2 separate regions of the Sus scrofa genome follow, and region 2 is linked to region 1. Evidence: chromatin contacts called from public HiChIP or PLAC-seq data. All regions are on one chromosome and are shown on one strand. Each heading gives the region's core, a stretch centred on a gene start, on an enhancer-like site or on the middle of the called end of the contact. The rest is flanking DNA. Distances are from core to core; before and after follow the strand shown. Region 1 holds the start of SPC24 (kinetochore protein Spc24). Region 2 holds the start of KANK2 (KN motif and ankyrin repeat domain-containing protein 2).

The links. HiChIP or PLAC-seq counts read pairs in DNA pulled down with a chosen protein or histone mark.
Region 2: an H3K27ac HiChIP or PLAC-seq map of skeletal muscle shows a contact between it and region 1. The contact joins the promoter of KANK2 here to the promoter of SPC24 in region 1. A contact is called at or near these places in 2 of 5 promoter capture datasets (fetal liver and liver), 8 of 47 Hi-C or Micro-C datasets (fetal liver, fetal skeletal muscle, heart right ventricle and 3 more) and 1 of 2 datasets of contacts at active chromatin or transcription factors (skeletal muscle).

The regions. Positions count from the first base shown.
Region 1 is chr2:69,888,733-69,892,527 of Sscrofa11.1, reverse strand. SPC24 (kinetochore protein Spc24) reads left to right here and starts at 2,214. Exons shown (of 5, transcript XM_021083851.1): 1 at 2,214-2,437. The coding sequence starts at 2,278.
Region 2 is chr2:69,923,201-69,926,995 of Sscrofa11.1, reverse strand. KANK2 (KN motif and ankyrin repeat domain-containing protein 2) reads left to right here and starts at 1,802. Exons shown (of 14, transcript XM_021083853.1): 1 at 1,802-1,932; 2 at 3,393-3,632. DOCK6 (dedicator of cytokinesis protein 6) reads left to right here. Exons shown (of 49, transcript XM_021083867.1): 47 at 1-61; 48 at 322-486; 49 at 899-1,141. The coding sequence ends at 941.

The sequences.
Region 1 (3,795 bases), core at 965-3,464:
ACTTAGGAAGCATCCTTTCTCTTCCTCATTCTGCACATCTAGTCCTGCTGGCAAGTTCCCTTGATTCCAGAAGATTGGGAGCCAATCCACTCCATGCTCTCCCCTATTTAATGCCTTCCATTACTTCCCATTCCACCAGAATACAGCTTCTGTGCCTCTGGCGAAACCTCTTGCCCACTCCTCTCTGGCAATGCCAACCTCCTCATTATTCCTTTCTTTTTTGGGGGGGGGGGTTATGCCTATGGCATGTGGAGATTCCCAGGCCAGGGATCAAACCCACGCCATAGCAGTGACTCAAGCAGCTGAATGACAGTGCCAGCAGGATCCTTAACCTACTGTGCCACAAGAGAACTCCCTCACTATTCCTTCAAGAAATTAAATTTCCCCAACTCAGGGGCCCTTGAACTTGCTCTTTCCTCTGCCTGGTGCTTTGTTTCCTTTTCATCAATCAGGTCCCAGTTCATATGTCCCCTTCTCAGGGAGTCTGTCCCTGACCACCTAACCTAAAGCCACTTCCCTCCCTGCTCCAACTCTGATGACTCTGTCCTGTGACTTTGTTTTATTGCCCTCATAGCAGGTGTTCCTGGCTAAAATGATCCCATTCATTGGTTTTCTTGCTTATTGTGAGATCTTGCCTCTAGAGCAGTGGCTTGCAATAATTTTTTACAGGATCTACAGCAAGATATGAATTTCACATGGGACCCAGGGAGCCAGGTGTTATGGATGTGAAACAAATTATGCCCGAATTTGCTGGCTTTAAGCAATAGCATTGATCACAAACCTGCGGTTTGAGACCTGCTTGCTGGGAAGAGCTCTCTCTTTGCTCCTCTTGATGTCAGCTGGGATGGCTCAAAGGCTGGGAGCTGGAATCAACTCAGTACTCACTCGTCAGGTGGTTGATGATGGCTTTGGCTGGGACCCTATCCAGGAGACTCTTCACGTGGTTTGGGCTTCCTCACAACATGGCAGCTGGGCTTTGTGAGAGCACCATGAAATTAAGAAGGACAGAGGGAGCTAGCACCAGCAGAAGACATGTCCTAGTTTCTGACCTAGGTTTAGGCTTAGAAATCACACAATGCCCCTTCTGCCATATTGTTTGTCTCGCAAAGTTCTGCTCAAGTTCATGAGCCTGCCTATTCACAGGGAGTGGCAAAGTTGGAATTATTCCTGTAGCCATTTTTTGGAAAATAGGATCTGCCACACCCAGTAGACAAATGTTTGGCGTTTCCCAAAACAATATTTAGCTCTCTATACACAACTCATTGTTGTTTTTTTTCCCATTGTTTTGTAGAAAATGTTGGTCATGACCTGCTGGATTGATTTCTTCACCTCATTTGAAGGACACATCACAGAAGTGAAAAGTTTGTCTTTTTTCTACAGGAACCCTGCCCAGTTAGACATCTCACCCACTAGTTTACTTGCTTGCTTGCTTTTTCTTTCTTTAAGGGATGCACCTGTGGCATACGGCGGTTCCCTGGCTAGGGGTGGAATCGGAGCTGTAGCTGCTGGCCTACACCACAGCCACAGCAATGCAGAATCCAAGCTGCGTCTGCGACCTACACCACAGCTCAGGGCAATGCCATATCCTTAACACACTAGGTGAGGTCAGGGATCGAACCCACATTCTCAGGATCCTAGTTGGTTCGCTAACCGCTGAGCCATGAAGAGAACTCCCCACCCAATAGCTTTCTATGTTTTATATACATATAAAGCATGTGCTGAATACCAGGCACTGATCTCATTCAAGTGTCACGACAACTCTTAAGTAGACACCATGATGGTTCCCATTTTGCTTTCTTCCTCATGCATCCCTTCATGCATCCCTTCATGCAGAGGGATGAAGCAATGTGTCCAGAGTAATACAGCTAGTAAGTGGTAAATCTGGGATTGGAACCCAATACATCTGGTTAAAGACTCCACTTTGCTATGCAGCCTCATATAAGATTTACTTATTTATGATGTTTACTGTGAGAATCCCACGCACACACCACAGCTCCAACAGAATGAGTTCACTGCTTCACCCGAAGAATCTCGCCCTGCGCACGATAGACCCGGGACCTGAGAAAAAAAAACAGCGTGCGCAGGCGCATCAGGCAAAGCTCCGGAGGCTCCCCTCCTCCGCGCAGACTGGCTCCAGACGATGACTGACAGAGGATTCGGCCGCCCTTTTTCGCTAATGATTGACGTGTGATTAACCCAATGGAAACTGGGATTTCCGGAAGGGAGGCGGGACTTATAGGGCTGTTAAATTTGCGCGGGATTGGTCCTGATGTAGTCATGGCGGCCTTCCGGGACATGGAAGAAGTGAGCCAGGGGCTGCTGAGCCTGCTGGGCGCCAACCGCGCTGAGGCGCAGCAACGGCGGCTGCTGGGGCGCCACGAGCAGATGGTGGAGCGGCTGCTGGAAACGCAAGACGGCGCCGAGCAGCGGCTGCGAGGTGAGGGCCGGGTGGGGGGTGGGGGGCGGGGGGCAGCCGGAATCCGCGTGATGGGAGGGGCGGCCAGGCCAGCCTCGAACCCTTTCCATTCTTGGCGCCCCCATCCCCTTCCGTAGTTCCTCGTGCGACCGGCGGGTGAGCGCCCTTCCTTTTGAGCCTCCGTTTCCCTACCTGTGAAATGGGCTTCAGGACAACAGCCACCTCCCAGGGGTTTAATGGTGAATATAAGAGTCGCAGGGTCTGGCCTACTTCTGAGCGCTCCGTGAACAGCTGGGGGACTCAGGGTTTGAATTGGAGCTCGGGTGTCAAAGCGCCATCTCTCGACTTTCCAGCTGTGAGATTTGAGATGACTGCCTTAACCTCGCCGTATCTGTTTCTCATAAAATGGTTGTGACAATAGTCCGTATCTTTCTGCTGAGGTTGTTCAGATGTTTTACTGAGCACCTGCTGTGTCCAGGCAGAGTGCCAGGCCTGGGGGGACAGCAGGGAACTAAACAAACAGAATCTCTTGGGCAAGAGGGGGCTGGTAGGCTAGTGGGGTGAGGCCAGGGGATAAAGAAGAATGAATTCGTCAGGAGGTGATGGGCTAAGGCGTTCAGCTGTTAACTCATGTGATCCCAATCCAGCGGCTTCCTTCTTAAAGCCTCAGTCTCCTCATCTGTGAAATGGGGCCGCTGATAGCATATACCCTCCCCCCCACCCCCGCCCTTAATGGATCAAAGTGAGGTTCATGGAGATGATGTCTGCACAGCAATGTGCCTTTGAAAGGGGAGGAAGGGAGGATGCCTTTGTTACAGCTTTTCTCATCATCAGGGGTTTTGTTGCTGTTGTTTGTTTTTCTTTGGCCCATGGCATGTGGAGTTCCCTGGGCCAGGGATCAGATCTGAGCCTCAGTTGCAACCTACACAGCAGCTGCAGCAACACCAGATCCTTTACCCACTGTGCCTTCTGGGATCAAACCCACGTCCCTGCCGCTGCACAGACATCATCCATCCTGTCGTACCACAGCAGGGACTCCGTTGTTGTTTTTTAAGGCTACAGACGTGTGTGTGCGTGTGCACGTGCACGAGTGCTACAGTTGACATAATGTAAGATTTACCATTTTGACTATTTTAAAGTGTGCAGTTCAGTGGCATTAAATATATTCACATTGTTGTACAACCATCACCCCCATCATGTCCAATATTCCATTATATGGATATTATGGATACACCACATTTTATTTATCCATTCATCCGTCAATGGACACTTGGGTTGCTTCCACCCCTTGGCTATTGTGAATAATGCTGCTGTGAACGTGGGTGTATAAATATCTCCTTCAGTCCCTGTTTTTGATTCTTTTTTGTATTTTCCCAGAA
Region 2 (3,795 bases), core at 553-3,052, 35 kb before region 1:
ACCCCAAGCTCTTCAGGCATCACAACAAGCTGCGGCTCTGTTTCAAGGACTTTTGCAAGAAGTAGGCCTGACCCCCACACACACACTCATCAGAGTTCCTCTAACCCCCATTATGGCCTTCTGCCTACCTGACATCCCAGAACAGCCTATCCACCTGACCCCCATCATAGCCTCTTTGATTTCCATGAAGTCATAGCCACCTATCAGACCTCCCATCATAGCTCCCCTGCATGCCTGACCCTACCTCATGGACTCTGCACGTCCGTTCTTGCTTTCTGCTGAGTGTCAGCCCCTGACCATCTCCTATCATGTGGTCCTCAGGTGCGAGGATGCACTGCGGAAGAACAAAGCCCTGATTGGGCCAGACCAGAAGGAGTACCACCGTGAGCTAGAGCGCAACTACTCCCGCCTTCGGGAGGCTCTGCAGCCCCTGCTCACCCAGCGCCTTCCCCAGCTGCTGGCACCGACCACAGCCAGTAGCCTCAGGTGCCTGACCTGGGGCCTCCCTACCCTAGAGAAGGCAAGGCAGATAGGCAAAGCCAGGCAGAGCATGGGGGCGGTTACACATGTGCACATCAACACGGGTGCTCATGGCTTTGCACAAACATGTGAACACTCAGACATGTGCAGGCTCTGGGCAACTTTTTCTGATCCTAGCCAGGTCATTTCCCAGGCATGTGACTTCATGTTTCTAAGACTCAGTTTCCACATCTATCAAAAGGGGCATGATTCATATCTCCAGTGATGGAGTCTAAGAATCTCTGATTCTGTAGCCAGATTAGAACCATTGTGAAAGGAACCAGGAAGACCCTAGAAGGATCTTTGGAGGAAGAGGCTGGGGAGCATCATGCAGTTGGGGGCCCTGTGGCCATGTTGATCCATCTCATTCCTCCCCTAGGAACTCCTTGAACAGAGCCAGTTTCCGGAAGGCTGATGTCTGAACCCACAGGGCCTGAAGCCACACGCCAGAGGAACCAGCAGCCTGGCCTCAGTTGTCTGTGCCTTCCTGAGAGTCTCCCCCCACTGCCCACTTAGCCCTGGGTGACCACACTGCACATGGGGCTGGGCCCTCTGTTCCTCTGTCCTCATCTGTGTGCACTGATGCTCCTTACCTTTTCTAATTTAAAATGGTTTTTATAAACAGCCTGTGTGGTATGGTCCCTGGGGTCTGGGTCCTGGGTACACTTTACCTGCACACCCTGGCTATTGATGCACAGACACTGAGAACCACTTGGGTGCCAGGGACACATCAGTGACAATAGATGCAATTCCTGCCCTTTTAGAGCCGACATTCTAGCAAGGAAGGCAAAACACAAATGACAGTGTCACATGGGTGCATGGGAAATAATGGTAACACTTACTAAACCCTTGCTGAATGCCCAGTCCTGCATAATTGGTGCCCAGAAAGACACTCCCCTGTTTATGAGCCTTTCTGCCTGAGGGACCTCCCTAGGTCCCTGCCTCATGGTTGGTGAATCTGATCAACTCCATGGTCTTAACCCTGCTTTACAGATGGGGAAACTGAGGCAGCAAGCAGTTGAAAGCTTGGTAGGGTTAGGAACTGAGCCTAGGCATTAGCTTTGGCCTGTGCAGCTTCGCCTTGACCAGGGCCCCCCCTGCCTGCCCCGTGGTGGTCACGCCACCGTGTACCAGGCCCGCGCTGGGCGGCTTCCAGCCCTGGGCTGGCTGGGGGAGGGGTGACCTCCTATAGCCGCCGCCGTCACCACCCGCCCTCAAGGCCCTCCAGGAGCTGGGCCCTGGCCAGCTCCGCCCCGCCAGCTCCGCCCCCTCCAGCCCCCCCCCCCCGCAGCGGCCCAGCTGCAGCAGACCGAGGAGGACACGGTTGCGGGAGGACCCTGCCCTGGGGAGTGGAGGAGGGGTTGGAGTTCGGACACCCCCACGTGCGCGCACACACACACACCTGCCCTCCAGGTGCATTTGTGTCCCCACCCCCACTTCCCCTACACCGCGGCCGGGCTGCCTGGGACTGGAGGGAGCGGGGGTGGTCTGGAGGGGGCGGGGCGGGGCGGGGCGGAGCTACTGCCGAGGGCCGGGCGACCGGGCGGCGGCGCGGAGGACGCACGGGCGGCGGGACGCTGGGACGGCGGCGGCCGGATTGCGCGAGGCGAGTAGCACCCGGGCTGGGTCAGGGTTCGAGTCCGGTTCGGGGTTCGAGCGTGGTCCCCACTCCACCCCACCCCATCCCGCCTTCAACCCCCGGGCTCGACCTCGCAGGTCTCTACAGCCGCTGCCTCCAACTCCGTTATCTATGCCCAAACTTTCCGCACTTCCAGCGTCTCGGTCCCCGCGCCGCTGTCCCGTCCCCATCTTTGACCCTGTCCCAGCTTCTCTCCCCCGGCCCCATCCTCCGTCTGTATCTCCCTGTCCCTTCGCCCCATCATTGCCTTCCCCCTTACCCTCCCCCTTGTCTCCGTCCTCCTTTCCACCTCTGTCCCTCCCCACCAACCTCCACTCTCTATCCTCCCTCGCCCTCCTCCGCAGCCGGGCCAGAGCCAGGCCCCAGGCGGCGGGAAGGCGTCCGGGCGTCCGGCCGGGCTGGGCCTCGGCCTGCGGCTGGGCCGGCGTGGGGAGCGGCAGCTGTTTGCCATTAACTGGGGACCCCGCAGACCCCGCCCTCTCCCTCCACGGGGCGGGGTCCTCCTCACCCCCGTCTTTGGGGCGGGGAGAGGAATGGGAGACCCCAGGGACGTACAGGCTGGTCTGGGAGAGGGGCTTTAGGGAGACCCCGCCGGACTTCTGGCCTGCCTCGGACCCCGCCTGCGCCCTTTCCCTGAGCTTCCCACCTGTCCTCTCTTGGAGTGTCCTGTCTCTCTTCCTATCCTGTGTCCTCCCCATTCTCCAGGGGTCCCATAGAAAGAGAGGACCCTCAGCCACAGACACCCACCACCACTACACTGACCCCCACCATCTGCTGTCTCCACCTTGAGTCGCCTTCCCACGTGGAGGACCCTCAGAGGGCTGGAGAAGCTCAGACCCCAGTCTCTCTCAGAGAAATGGGCAGAGGGATGTGGCGAGGAGGGTGAAGTTGCCTTCGCTGCCAATGGGGAATCTACCAGCCACTTCCCCCTTTGGTGACCCTGGGCAAGTCACTGTACCTCATAGATACCTCATCTGTAAAATAGGGTGATAACTACTCACCTCATTTATCCTGATCAAATGAGTTGTTTGGATGGTGATTATACTTACTACTGTTATTTGCTGTACCCCTCTCCACCTCCAGGGGTCCTCACAGGGGACAGTTCCTGCTCCCTGCTTCCAGTCTCTTTTGGGTCCCCAGAAAATATCTTTGATCACCTTTCCGTTGTGCGTGGGGTGACCAACAGTCAGGTAGAAAACCAAATTTCCTACAATCAGGTGACTGTGTGTTCCAGGCATTGAAAGACGGAGAGGTGAGGACAGAGACGTGGAGAAACAGGGAGAGAGAAGTGGAGAGAGACAGAGAGACAGAGACGTGGAAAGGCACAGAGACTCGGGGAAAGACACAGAGAGACGTGGAGAGAGACAAAGCAAGACACTGAACAAGGACGTAAGACAGGACAAGCTCAGTTGCCCCTGGAGCCCTGGCCCCGCCTTCATGCCTGGCAGTTGCCCCACCTGGCCCATCCTCGCAGGTACCCACTGCCTTGGCACCCATAGGCTGGAAAGGGTCCTCTCTGATGGTGGGTTGGGCCAGGACCTCTGTAGCCGGGTGGGCATAAGTCAGACCAAAGAAGGGTTTGGCCAAATTCAGAGTGTTGGGGACAAAAGTGGCCTGGCTGGCCTCCAGGGCTGGAG